Linked DNA regions of Mus musculus: regions 1 and 2 are each linked to region 3. The links are chromatin contacts, called in public Hi-C and HiChIP or PLAC-seq maps. All regions are on one chromosome and are shown on one strand. Each heading gives the region's core, a stretch centred on a gene start, on an enhancer-like site or on the middle of the called end of the contact. The rest is flanking DNA. Distances are from core to core; before and after follow the strand shown.

Region 1 (4,674 bases), core at 672-3,171, 140 kb before region 3:
ACCCTCAGATTCCATAATTTTTTTCTCCTCATTTTTAAAAAAGTTTAATTTTGTTTTTAACTATGTGTCTGTGTATGGGTGTGTGCACATGAGTTCAGGTGGCTGGGGAGGTGAGAAGAGTAGTGGGACCCCTGGGAACTGGGAGGTATGGGTAATCATGATTCACTTGGTGTGGGTGCTAGGAGTCAAATTCGGGTCCCCTGGAAGAACAGCAAGTGTTCCTAACCACTGAGCTGTTTCTCTGGGGCCCGGAGCCGCCTTCTTGGTGTCAGTACGTTTTTGTGTAAACCTTTGAAGCCGACATAGCCTGATGGTAGTTGCTTAGCAGGCATGGAGAGAAGGTAGGTTCCCACGAGATATCAAAATTATGATACCTTCGGATTTTCTTGGATTCATTCCTTCGCCTCTCTTCTTCCTATGCCAGTCTCTGTGTCTCTTTTCATTAAGACTCTTGTCTAAGACTGCTGCTGGTGTGTGACCTTGTGTGCCCTGGCCACAATGGCAGGAGACACTAGGAACCTTAATGGCGATCTGACAGTCACCTGTTGAATGTAGCCATAACAAAGGAGGATGAGGCTTGACTCTGTGCTTTTGTGGTTTTCTAGTCAGATATCCTGATTGGATTTTAGAATGTCTATGGCAGTTGGACCATGTAAAATGCCCTGGACTGAAAAGCCTTATTGTGGGAGTTTGTAACAGACTGCCAGTAGAAAGGAAACAGATGTTGCCCCAAAAGGCAGGCCCTGACCTTTTTTTCCTATTCTTTTCCTCTGACACTTGTCCCCCTTGTGGACAGGTCTTCCTTCGAGAATCCTTGGAGCAGAAACTGGAAAAGAGGCGGGAAGAGGAGATTGACCGTGCGGCCATGGTGATCCGAGCTCACATCTTAGGCTACTTGGCACGGTAAGAAGCACACCTGGGGAGGGACACGAAGCTCTAGGAGGGCTGTGACCCCCAGTAGGGTGGTTTGTGGGAATGCAGAGGTCCCCAAGGTCAGATCTCTGTAAGTGACCCCAGCAGTTGCCCTGTAAGCCTCACCTGGACAGAATGTCCACTTAGCAGTTACACGAGACACTTAGGCTGCTGCATGGGCTCCACCAAAGCCTCTGGGGTGCAGCTCTGTCCTGTGACGTTGCTACCTGAGTGTATCTCTTGTCTTAAACACTGGGGCTCATGAGGATTTCAGGTTCTGGAGTTTTTCATATTGGAATCTCTTATCTGCCTGGCCTCTCCTGATTGGCAGTCAGAAATTCAAAAGTACCCCAAGATCTGAATTTTTTTCTGTACTGAACATTGATTTCTCCTACCCCAGTACTTGTTCATACATCCTATATCCTACACATAAGTTCTACCTCCTACCTGCATCCCTAGCCCAGGAATCTGAATGAAGATCTACTTCATTTTATATTTATGAGTGTTTTGTCTTATGTATCTACTTCCTATTACCGTGTGTGTGTGTGTGTGTGTGTGTGTGTGTGTACGCGTGTTTGATAGCTATGTGGGTGCTAGGAATTGAACCCTGGTCCTCTGGAAGAGGAACCTATGCCCTTAACTGCTGAGCCATTCCCTCTAGACTCTGAACATTTGTAAGCATCATCTCAGCATTCAAGAAATTGCAGATTTGAGGTTTGGGGATGAAGGATCCACAGCCCATATCACTGTCTAGAGACCCATTCCCTAGCTGCTTAAAAAATGATACCGCATCTTTCGTGGTTGCTTGTGATAAAAATCTCACTATGTAGCTAGGCCTGGCCGGCTTGGAACTCACAGTGTAGGTCAAGTTGGTCTCAAACTCAGAGACCTCTGCCTGTGCCTCCCAGGTGCTGAGACTAAAGAAATGTGCTACCAACTCGGACTCGTGGTCAGTTGGTTGGCTGTACTCTGCAGACCACGTAAAATGCCAGGCATTCCATTCTCCTGAAACATGGGGCTGTCCTGCTGCCCCATGTGTTTTGCTTCCTTGGCGTTTGTATGAACATATCAGGTCCTCTTTGGCTGCGTTTATCCAGCTTATGCCACACTGGGTAAACACTAAATTAGTATTAGTAATTAGTAAATTACTTTTTATTTAGCCAGGATAATGATTGCATTCTGACTTTCTTTTGTTTGGTATTATTCTTTTGTTTAGGCCCAAGTCTCCTCCTCTGCCAGTCTCCATAATAAGAGACCGGGTCCAAGTCTGGATCCTCTCCTTTTTGTCTTAATTGTTGGGTCCTCTTCTTTTGTCTTATAGTCCTGTTGTAAGCTCATTTGACTGGCTCACAGCCTCAATGCCTTGCTGGCCGCTCTCTCTTGCAGAAAGCAATATAGAAAGGTCCTCTGTGGTGTGGTGACCATACAGAAGAATTACAGAGCTTTCCTTGCGAGGAAGAAATTTTTGCACCTGAAAAAGGCAGCCATCGTGTTCCAGAAGCAACTGCGAGGACAGCTGGCACGCAGGGTTTACAGGCAGCTGTTGGCTGAGAAACGGGAGCTGGAGGAAAAGAAGAGGCGGGAGGAAGAGAAGAAGAGAGAGGAAGAGGAAAGGTATGTGCTCTGCCGGCTGAAACAGAACGGTTCACTGGGAGGGTTATCCTTGTTGGCCCGTTAGGGATTCCCAGGGGACCGGGAGAGCTCTCCGCTGACCCTGAAGCTTACAAATCTGAGCAGGCTGACTGACCTGTGTACGTGCCTGCGTACGTAACGTGCCTGCGTGCACGTGGAGGGCAGGGGTTGAGTCAGACGCCTTATTGTTCTGGACAAGTGACTGAGCAGCAGGCTCCACGGTGCCACCTGCTTCTGCTCCTCCAGCCTTGGAATTACAGGTGTGTGCTGCTGCAGATCACACCACGTGGATGCAGAGGGTCTGAACTCAGGGCTCCTGCTCAGAAAGCAAGCTCGTTACAGACCGAGACATCTCCCCAACCCGCTTCTTCCTTTTTAACTGGCAAAGATCTTCTCCGGGTTGCGTACATAGCTCAGCGATAGAGTGTTTGCCTCGGACAGACGAGCCCCCCAGCACTGCCGAAGGAGGAGAGCTGGTGAAGATTGGTGTCAAGGTTGTTGATTTTCACCAGCTGCTTTTCTTTCCCTTTCTTAGAGAAAGAGAGCGAGCGCAAAGAGAAGCTGACCTCCTCCGTGCCCATCAGGTGAGGAGCGCAGCGATTTCTGGGGCTTTATGTACTACCTTCCTGCTTCAGACTTGGACACTGGGTCTGAAGATTCACAATGGAAATAAAGTAGGAGATAGTGGGAACACAGGCTGAGGGGATGTTTCGGGGGCACTCTCTTTCCCAGCACAGTGGCATGGAGCGTAGAGAAAGTCTTGGGCTTTCAGTGTGAATCGAAGTATGGTTTCTCTGTGGCAGAGCAACACCATGTTAGTGTCTTAGAGACGCCTTCACATTCTGTTGCCATTTCCATGGGTGGCCACCTCACGCCGTGGTCCGTCCTTGATATTCATTTCAGGTGTCTGACTCCCACTGTCCTCTTTTTATAAGGACGCCATTCAGATTGGATGCAGGCTCCAGTCATCGGGCCCCACCTCATTTTAACTTAGTCACCCGATTAAAAGCCCCTTGTCCAACCGTAGTAGTTATTCTGAGGCGCTGGGGTTAGGGTTTCAGCTTGTCGTTTGGGTGGGGCCACAGTTCAGTGTGTAGAACAGGAAGAAGGTGCTTGTTCTAAAACCCACCTTGCCCCTGGTCCAGGAGGCAGAGACAAGGAGGCAGCAAGAACTGGAAGCCTTGCAGAAGAGCCAGAGGGAAGCGGACTTGACCAGGGAGCTGGAAAAGCAAAGGGAGAACAAGCAGGTGGAGGAGATCCTCCGCCTGGAGAAGGAAATCGAGGATCTGCAGCGCATGAAGGAGCGGCAGGAGCTGTCGTTGACCGAGGCCTCCCTGCAGAAGCTGCAGCAGCTGCGGGATGAGGAGTTGCGCAGGCTGGAGGATGAGGCCTGCCGCGCCGCCCAGGAGTTCTTGGAGTCGCTCAACTTCGACGAGATCGACGAGTGCGTCCGCAACATCGAGCGCTCCCTGTCGGTAGGGAGCGAGATTTCGGGCGAAGAGCTCAGTGAGCTTGCCGAGAGTGCCAGCGGAGAGAAGCCAAACTTCAACTTCAGCCAGCCCTACCCCGCGGAGGAGGAGGTGGACGAGGGCTTCGAGGCGGATGACGACGCCTTCAAGGACTCGCCCAACCCCAGCGAGCACGGCCACTCCGACCAGCGAACGAGTGGCATCCGGACGAGCGACGACTCATCCGAGGAGGACCCTTACATGAACTACACGGTGGTGCCCACCAGCCCCAGTGCCGACAGTACGGTGCTTCTTGCTGCGTCCATGCAGGACTCCGCTAGCCTGCACAACTCCTCGAGTGGGGAGTCCACCTACTGCATGCCGCAGAACAACGGCGACCTGCCCTCCCCCGACGGCGACTATGACTATGACCAGGACGATTACGAGGATGGCGCCATCACGTCAGGCAGCAGCGTGACTTTCTCCAACTCCTATGGAAGCCAGTGGTCCCCCGACTACAGGTATTCCGTGGGAACCTACAACAGTTCCGGAGCGTACCGGTTCAGCTCAGAAGGGGCGCAGTCCTCCGTGAGTATCTGCCATCTTGTCCCTAAAGGTGGGAGAGTGGGGGTGGGGGTGGGAGGGCTCTCATTGGCCTAGACCTCACCCAGGAGTCTATAGT
Region 2 (4,741 bases), core at 1,804-4,303, 150 kb before region 3:
GGCTGTATTGTAGCATCTTGTGGGGTCAGTGGCAGAGACTTTCATAATCTTGAGAGAACAAGTTAACTGTTCTTGGCCCAGTGAATAATGTTGCCTTTCCTTTAGACAACTCATGGCGACCACTGGGGCAAATGATTCCTTCTCTAAACATTTCTGGAGTGGAGAGCAACATGTACCGTGTTGGACACAGGCTTCACAGGTGAATGCCATCTGCCTGTAGCCTGCTGTGGGTGCCTGTGGCCTCAATGATGGTGCAAACATGAACTTTGCCCCTCAGGCAGGACCTGAGGATTAATGTGAACGTGTCTGTAAAGCCCCTTGTCCCTGCCACTGACGCCCTACCATTACTCCCTGCATCCCTGTGGCACAAAGTGATTCGTGTGTGTTGCTAGGGGACTCTGATGCTGTGTGGAGCAGTTCGGGCTTCTTTTCCAAACTCTTCAGTATCTCCGCAGGGAGAATTTGTGAGGGATTCCTTCTGAAAAAGAGACTTGGAAGGGCCAGTTCAGGGTGCTGCGGGAGTTTTCTCTAAACGCTAGCCCGGGCATCCTGGGTGTGAAGTAAAGAAGGCTTCCTGACAGGGAGGAAGTCACAGGTATTCCAGGGTGAGGAGAGCAGAAGAGGGAGGGGTTCGTCTGCATGCAAGTCTGGCTGCTGTGTCTTGGGTTCAGGAAAATTCACACCACCACCATCACCATTACATAAACCTCCCTAATCCCTCCTCTCACTATGATTGCTGCTCATCTGTTCTTTGTGAGTGTGTCTGACCTTGTGTGAGGGGTATACAGGATATTAGAATGAGGACCGAGGACCTAGGGCCTTCCTCCAGTATGCCAGGCTAAATACTTTGCCACTCAACTACATCCCCAGCCTCTTTTTGTTTGAATATTTTGCTTAGTCTGAAAACTTTTGTCAAGCTCTTTCGTGCTCCACCGATTGGCAGAAGAATTGTCCATAGACGCTGGCAGACTGGTGCCTCATCTGTCGGGCACTTCGCTGAAGCTGGCATCTGGGAGTGGGAGGGGACTTAAGCAGATCTTAAGCAGTTGGGATTACATCACTCAGAAGCCTAGACTGCCATGCCAGCCCAAGAGCTCTAGTTGTCCCCAGATCCTTCACTAGTGAGAACCTAGTGTGCTTGGGGTCCTGATGAATGTCCCACCAAGGGTGGGAATGACCTGACTTCTTGTTCCCTACCAATTTGTAACTGCTCAGTGTTATCCTATCTGATGTTTATACTTAATAGACGTTAGCAGATACACCGAACAGATATTGTAGGCTGGGTAATTTCCTGCTATGACTTGCAAGCAGCCAATGTAATACATAACTAAGGAGGAAGGAAGACTCCTAGGACACAGTGCTCACCCATGCCCTGTCCCACCAGGACTGCCTTCCCGCTAGACAGTAGAATTTCTCATGGGTTTACCAGTACATTTCCGCCTGAGCCAGCAGTCATCAAATAAGATTCTCCATTCGAAGCTGGGCAGTCGTGGCGCATACCTTTAATCCCAGCACTTGAGAGACAGAGGCAGGCGGATTTCTGAGTTCGAGGCCAGCCTGGTCTACAGAGTGAGTTCCAGGACAGCCAGGGCTACCCAGAGAAACCCTGTCTCGAAAAACAAAAAGCAAACCAAACCAAAACAAAACAAAAATCTCCATTCCATTATTTTTCTCCTGGTATTTTGTATGTGTTCATGAATATTTATAAATCAACTATGTTTGTTACTGAGTTTTTCTCAGCTGTATTTTTATGCAAATGAGGTTGCTTCATCTCAGGTTGTTGTCCCTGAAATGGGAAGGGGCAGCCACTCAAACCTGGCCTAGCTCCTCTGTGACTGTGTGTTTAGCACTGAGGACAGGTTTAGTCTCCCAAATGGCCGCTCTGCTTGGTGGCTGGGTGTTTGGCTTGACTTCTTCTAAGTTGCTGTTTTCATCTTTCTTTAGCTAATTTATTAGACTTCTTAGCTCCAATTTGTGGGGGGGGGGGGGTGCGCGCGGCGCGCGCGCATGCGTTTATGTATGTGTCTGTCTGTCTATATCTGAAACCCTTTGTTTTCCTCTGTATATTAACTATATTATGCTTCTTAGAAGCATAATCTTCCAGAAGCTTGGAAATACCCTTGACGTTTAAACACCTAAGAAGCAAGGGCTTGTGAACGTGGATCCTCCTGGTTATCACCTACTCGGTGATGCAGATGGCTGCCGCAGTGTGTCCTGTCTGCTATGGATTCATAAGCGTTCCAGATCTCAGTTGACAATATTTCAGGTCTGGACATTGAAGAGTGTTTGCCTGCTCGTTCCCACATACCCTGTTTCAGTCCTGCCTTTTTCTAGCTATGAATCCTGTTCACATTGCTCGGCCCATAACCTTGGAGCGTGACTCAGTGAGATCCGCGGCTATTCAGCATTCTAATGAGCAGTGTGGGCGTCCTTGCCAGCAAAGAGAGACAGCTGCCCTCCTAATTTGTATGTCTCAGCATGATTTGTCAGAGTGAGTCTGAATAGAGGGGCTTGTGACCTGTTCAGTATGGTGGCTGGAGAAATGGTAGTGATAATGAATGCATTGAGGTCGGGTTTAGTTTCATGGGATGAAAAGGCTGCCTTGGGTCCCTTAGATCACGCCCAAGGCTGCTCTCTGAGGGTTTCCAGATGGGATTTCTACAGAGGGCTGAGCCTTCTGTCAGCCTCTGCGGGGCTGTGGTCTGACTTAGAATAAATTATCATTTCCATCCTCTTTCTGTGGGTCTTTTTGTTGTTTGGGGCTTTTTAATGATAAGGTCTCTGTCTTGGAATTTTCTACCTAGTCCAGGCAGACCTTGAACTTGCATCAATCAGGTCTTCCTGCTTTGCCTTCTAGCGCTGGAATTCAGATGCTCCGCCACACCTGGCCTCCACTTACGTATTTCTGAGACTTGTGTAACACTATCTTGTGGATTCTTTTTGGTGCTTGCGATGATGAAACTTGAGAAATGGCTCTGCTTGAGACAGCCTCTGAACAGCTGGAGAGTCAGGTGGTCTGGCTTCCCACCAGGGTGGCTTTCAGGACCGGGCCTGCCTCTTCTGCTTCTGTAAGCAAAAGTAACTAATCTGTTAACTGGTGTGATTCCAGCCTCCCTGCCAGGCAGAGCCCCTCCTCCACCATTGAATAGTCCCTGAATGAGATCTCCCCGGGTTGGCGAGGATGCTATCTGCATGCTCTCCACCAAGCTGCTCCCAAGCCCACTCCTTAACGGATAGCCAGATTCTATCCTTTATAGATCCCATTAGCCATTTTAGTTTTCTGAACTCCGGCCTGCTGTCTCATCCCTGAAGAGTGGATGAGCTGGCTTCATTTGGTCACAGACATTACACGCCTTTCCTTCTCTTCAGGACACCCCTTGAGAATGTCTCTGATTGCAGCGTAGCTTGCAGAAGAGAAATTGATCTCTGTCTGAAATCCTACGTGTCTCTGGAATACTCAGCTAGGGGCATCAACCTCCTGGGTCAGGGAGGAAACGATGAGCCCCCGACTGTGAACTCGCAGCCTCTAAAGTTGGTGGGTTCACAGCCTCATCATACACTCTGATCTGATCTGCTCCCCATTGCAGCAGCCTCCCTGACACCCCCACACCTCACCACACCCAAGCTTCCGCAGCCCATGAGCTCACCTTGTAACTTGGCAAGGTTTGAGAGCATCTATTCCTGAACCCACACATGCCACCTGTATCTATCAGAGCAGTGTCTCGGCCTCCCTCCTCCAACCCTGACTACAGTCTGAGCACTGTTTTCTCATGACTCCCAGCCCAGGGAACTTGGGCATTTGGCCACGGCTGGGGAGGTCACCCCGGTGATTCTCACTGAGGCAGGGAACTCCGGTCCTTTCTTTTGTCTAACTCTCAGCTCCTACCATTGAACCTGACAGCCTAGATTAGCATCATGTGCCGCTAGTGTGTGCTGCCAAGCTGACCACTGCTCACACCGGCTTGCCTTGAGCATAATCTTGACAGTTAGATCTCTTGTCTGCCGCCAGCCAGTGGTACCCAGTACCCCTGACTCCTGAATAAACTCCAAATCTTCAGAACAACAACTGCCAAGGCTTGATGTGCTCAGAAATTCTGCTTCATGGCGAGGTTTGTTTGGAGCGTCCACAGTGTGTGTCTGGCAATGGTGATGGCTTTGCATGTTGGTGTGGCAAGATCTAGCCTCAGAATAGCTGTGCTGCTGAATGCAGTTGATGCTCCTTAGCAAGACTGGCTAAGGGTCCCCTGCCCCCATCCTCCTGAGAGCACTGTTGGGAAGTGCACAGTGGGAAGACTGAGGGACGTCCATTCCATTCCGTCTCCTATTTAATCTGGAGAACTTTGTAAAGAGTGCCCTGACTGACCCCAGAACCCTGCATCTTCAAGGAAAGATTTAAGTCAACGCTCTTTTCTGCCCATCACCCTGCAGTGAGACACAGAAGGGAAAGGCATCTGGTGCTGGGGTCCAACCTACGGAGGATAACTGTGTGCACGCCATGACAGAGAAGTTACCATTCTGGCATTGCCCAGCCCATGCTGGTAACAGCAGTACCTTCTAGTACTTTTACCATATACCTAGTTACATGTAAAGGGCGAAGTTTTGTTTATTGTTGTTATTGTTACCATTATTTGTAAGTTATATTGTTTGTGTGTGTGTGCGCGCGTGCGAGTGTGTGTGTGTGTTGCACAAGTCGAAGGACAACCTGGAGGAGTCTCTTCTCTCATTTCATCATGTGAGTCCT
Region 3 (4,370 bases), core at 1,262-3,761:
CTTTAAACTTCTAACCTCCAAAACTGTGAGTTAAGGGAACCTTTTGGTTATTTTATTATAGTACTACTACTGCTGCCGCCACCACCAACAAAATAACTTAACAAAAGCATAAAGATTAAGTTTTAGTTTTATTCGTGAATATATGTGTATATTTATCTCTGTATTATCTATTTATAAGTTTCCATCTATCAATCAATCAATCATTATTCATCCATCTAATCTGTGGTTCTAAGGGAGGAGTCAAGTGTGAGATTGAGGCGGCTTATTTTAGGAAGGGCTTGCAGACGATCATAGTTTGGAGCAGTGGGGACACAAAAGCTCAGAAGGTGACATTGGTGTGATTGTGAGTTATGCTTTCTTCGTTGTGGCAGCTTTAGACAGTTCAGACGGTACTCACCCTGGGGCTCCCGGTATAGTGGGCACATAATCAACATTATGTACTGCACAGTTGCCCAGCTCTGTGCTTTGGCCTTGTCAGTTCCTCTGACTAACCCCCGTCTTAGTCAGGGTTTCTATCCCTGCACAAACATCATGACCAAGAAGCAGTTGGGGAGGAAAGGGTTTATTCGGCTTACATTTCCATACTGCTGTTGATCACCACAGGATGCAGGACTGGAACTCAAGCAGGTCAGAAATTAGTAGCTGATGCAGAAGCCATGGAGGGATGTCTTTACTGGCTTGCTTCCCCTGGCTTGCTCAGCTTGCTCTCTTATAGAACCAAGACTACCAGCTCAGAGATGGCACCACCCACAAGGGGCCCTCCCGCTTGATCACTAATTGAGAAAATGCCTTACAGCTGGATCTCATGGAGGCATTTCCTCAACTGAAACTCCTTTTTCTGTGATAACTCCAGCTGTGTCAAGTTGACACAAAACTAGCCAGTACACCCCCCAACAGCTACTTGACTCTCCAGTATCTTTGGTCCACACAGACCCATGGGACAGGCTACAGAGCTATTAGGCACGTCTTCCCAGTGTGCTCTAACTTCTGTCTTGTGTCTCACTACGCTCTCAACATTGGGTAGCCTGCAGTTGGTGTGAGGGGGTGTGAGATTTCCTGCCCCTCTTTCCACGGCAGCTGAGCTGAGAACGCTCAGAGCCACATTAGCATGGACTGGATGCTGTCTTTCTTATAACTCCGTTCTCTTCTGCTTACAACCACCAGTTAGATCCAGTGCTAGCTCCAGTTTCTCATTAACGGGTCTGTAGCTTTACCAGACTAGGTTATCCTAGTAAATGATTCACTGGGCTGTGAATGAAGTTTGGGAAGGGACAGAATCAAAGGGCGTGAGAAGTTCAGCCTTTCAGGGACTTTCTTCCCCGAATTTGTGCTAGGATGGGATCTGTGACATCACTCCTGGGTGACAGTAGTGTTTGTGCACGGTTTCCTTCCGAGATGGCAGAAAGCCTCTGCAGCTCTGCCACTGCAGGTATGGTCCGCCTCTGTCTGTACCTTTCCAAGCATCACCAACGCATGTGTTGACAAGGCCAAACTCATGAGCTCGGTTGGTACTTGAGAAGCCGCACGAGTTTACAGCAACTGCTCCAAGGTCATCATCAGAAAGAAAACCCCACAGACAGGCTTGTTATGTTGGTATTTTGTAGTTGGTAGGTGCTTGATTTGAGAAATTCCCTTTGGAGTCCCTAGAGCCAAATTGAAACAGTTGCAAAAGCGTGGGAGTGCTGGCCCAGAAATCTGGCCCTTGCTTGCTTCTGGGTTTGATCCTTTGCATTGTAAACAAAACACAAAATAACAAGCTTAGAACAAGGATTCTGAAGAACTGATTTTGCCAGCAAAGTGGCTCAGCAGGAAAGGACACATGCCACCAAATATAAGGGCCACCAAGTGTGAGGACCTGAATTTGAACCCTGGAATCCTCAGGGTAGAAGGAGAGGAGACTCCTCAAAGTTAATCTCTGATGTCTGTATATGTGGTGCCCCCCCACACCTATTACAGACATAAATAAACATTTTTTAGAAGAACTGATTATATATATGTGTGTATATATGTATATGTGTGTGTGTGTGTGTATGTATATATAATGTCAGACACATTCTTTTCTTAACCCAGAAAACAGAGGAATATAAACACACAAACTTTACATGGAAAAGTGTTTGGCCATGTGCTGTCTTCAAGATGAGCACATCTCTGTTCATCCCAAATGCCATCCCCACTTTCCTTATGCAAGGCTACGCTGCTTTTAAAAATAAAGGTTATTTTAAAAACATGCCACTCACTTCAGTCATATTTGATAAGTAGAGAGCCGAGGACCTGTAATTACCTGACATTAACTAGCTGCTGAATAAAATGATTGTGAAGGTCTGACAGATACTCCAAACACATTTGAGGCAAGTGCGGGACTCGATGGTTACACCTGCCAACCGCTCGTGAGCTCCTGCTCCAGAAGGAACACAGGGGCTCCAGACAAGACGAGCAGGCAGTAAGGGCCAGGCCCGGTCTTGACCTTTCCTTGTCTCCTGGCTCTCTGAGTCCCAGCTGCAGATTACGAAATGTGCCCTGGATGTTGTTTCCAGAGGGCACACGTCCCTTTGATGACAGCTTATTTCTGGATTCCTGGGGCAAATGCTTGAAGTCTGATGACATTCAGGGGTGTGTTTCCCAGGCCAGCATCTGATTAGTCACCAAATTCCAGGGACTCTCCCAGTTGGCTTGCGGTATAGCACGTGAGTCCAGAGATAAAATAACTTATTTCCTCTAGTCTCATTTTAATGGTCCACAAAGCCAAGCCTTGTTCCTTTCTCTGGGCTCTAACTGTGGATGTCGATAGGCCATTTAAAAAATGAAACCCTGTTCTTTGTGGGTAAACAGGGTTGCTAAGGCTTTTGCAGGTGGGGCTCCTTTTAAGGGTGTGTGACCTTATATCTGAAAAGGTGACTCGAGTCACCTCTGAAAAATCTTAGAAAGTAGAGTGAGACCACATCAGGTTCTTTCCGGAGCTCCTCAGTGTTACTTTAACAAGCAACGTGCTTGTCTTTCCTCTCCGTCCACAGACTGGGTCTGTGATCCCTGTCGGGGCTCAGAGGCTCAGCAGGTCTGTGCTATGCCAGGAGGAAGGGCTGTATTAGTTAAGGCCCTGGAGATCCTCTGGATTTTGCAGTACTGCCTTTAAAATGAGGACAGTGGGAGCAGCAGCCTCGCAGAGCTTCAGCCAGGATGCAGCTCACAGAGATGTAACGTTTAACAGCACTGTTGTGCCGTGCACATTGGGCTCCTCTGATCTCTGCTCTTGGTCTCTGTCGTTACTGTCATTTGATTTGAGAAGAGCCACTGATCCGAAGCTGCCTTTATGCCAAGCCCCAGACACCACAGGAGCAGAATCAAGCACTAATCCTGCAGCTGCCCAGATCCCTCACATCACAGACTCCTGTGGTCCAAGTCCCATCTCTTCATCTGTCTGTGAGGTTGGCATCTGGGTCCTCACAGTGGGAGCCAGGCGCCATCTGCTTTCCACTTTAGTGGAGTTGGGTATGTGTGGCAGGATTAAGTTTCCTAGCGTTCTCCACCACTCAGGGTTGCACCATGGCTCTGGAAATCTCTTCGGATTTGGGGTCCTGTGAGATCCATCATTTCTTTCTCTCCTGTGGCTGTGGTAAAATGGAGGGACAGGGCTGTGCTGATCTCAGTTCCTACCCCTGCTAAAACGCAGTGGTTCTGTGACTATAGCCAAAGGCAGAGAGTTCCTGCTCTAAATGTGTTTCCTCTCCCTGGTGTTTGCCCTGAGCACTGTCAAAAACACAGCAGTCACATCATGTGGAGAGGTGGAGATGACTCACTGACACATGGTACCCAAGGCCCACATGCATTTTTTTTAAGTGAGAGTGCTCTCTCTCTCTCTGTCTCCCTCTCCTTCTCCCTCTCTCCCTCTCTCCCTCTCCCTTCCCCTCTCCCTCTCCCTCTCTCTCAAAGGACTTGCCCTTTAGCAAGGAATAAGATCTTGAAATAGCGCTGGGCAGTGGTGACACAAGCCTTTAATCCCAGCACTCGGGAGGCAGAGGAGGGCGGATTTCTGAGTTCTAGGCCAGCCTGGTCTACAGAGTGAGTTGCAGGACAGCCAGGGCTACACAGAGAAACCCTGTCTTGGAAAACAAACAAACAAAAAAAATCTTGAGATCCCATTCCTTTAGGGTATAGGAAATGGCATTTAATTTCAGACATTATAGTGAGATTAAAGGGCTCAGAAGTCTCTAACATGTGTGGTAGAGCCTCTCTCTGAGAAGAGCTGTTAGACTCATCCAGCTAAGTTAGATGGGTTCTTCTGCCAGCGATGGGGGCGGGGGGGGGGGCAGGGACAGATGAGTGAGGATGACTTGGAGCTGGTCAAGGGAAATCAATTGACATTAGACCTTTCA

Evidence for each region. A called contact is a pair of places that touch in the nucleus more often than the background predicts. HiChIP or PLAC-seq counts read pairs in DNA pulled down with a chosen protein or histone mark.
Region 1: a contact with region 3 is called in an H3K27ac HiChIP or PLAC-seq map of embryonic fibroblasts, with 7 times the contacts expected there. The contact joins two enhancer-like sites. A contact is called at or near these places in 1 of 484 Hi-C or Micro-C datasets (bone marrow-derived macrophages), 2 of 115 datasets of contacts at active chromatin or transcription factors (embryonic fibroblasts and embryonic stem cells) and 2 of 9 other capture datasets (adipose tissue and liver).
Region 2: a Hi-C map of muscle stem cells shows a contact between it and region 3, with 2.6 times the contacts expected there. The contact joins two enhancer-like sites. A contact is called at or near these places in 1 of 484 Hi-C or Micro-C datasets (muscle stem cells), 2 of 115 datasets of contacts at active chromatin or transcription factors (embryonic stem cells and trophoblast stem cells) and 3 of 9 other capture datasets (adipose tissue, liver and pancreatic islet).

Annotation. Positions count from the first base shown.
Region 1 is chr15:25,777,285-25,781,958 of GRCm38.p6, forward strand. It overlaps Myo10 (myosin X), which reads left to right. Exons shown (of 41, transcript NM_019472.2): 22 at 797-903; 23 at 2,299-2,526; 24 at 3,080-3,128; 25 at 3,690-4,580. Among named protein-coding and RNA genes, the nearest start is that of Retreg1, 64 kb to the right of the region's middle. Within about 2 kb of position 1,922, at least 45 of the 459 cell types and tissues checked have an H3K27ac peak or open chromatin away from gene starts, as enhancers often do. A contact at or near this core is called in embryonic fibroblasts, where this site is marked.
Region 2 is chr15:25,759,463-25,764,203 of GRCm38.p6, forward strand. The region is part of intron 19 of Myo10 (myosin X); the gene reads left to right. Among named protein-coding and RNA genes, the nearest start is that of Retreg1, 81 kb to the right of the region's middle. Within about 2 kb of position 3,054, at least 123 of the 459 cell types and tissues checked have an H3K27ac peak or open chromatin away from gene starts, as enhancers often do. A contact at or near this core is called in muscle stem cells, where this site is marked.
Region 3 is chr15:25,912,665-25,917,034 of GRCm38.p6, forward strand. All of the region lies in intron 3 of Retreg1 (reticulophagy regulator 1), which reads left to right. Among named protein-coding and RNA genes, the nearest start is that of Mir7212, 33 kb to the right of the region's middle. Within about 2 kb of position 2,512, at least 128 of the 459 cell types and tissues checked have an H3K27ac peak or open chromatin away from gene starts, as enhancers often do. A contact at or near this core is called in embryonic fibroblasts and muscle stem cells, where this site is marked.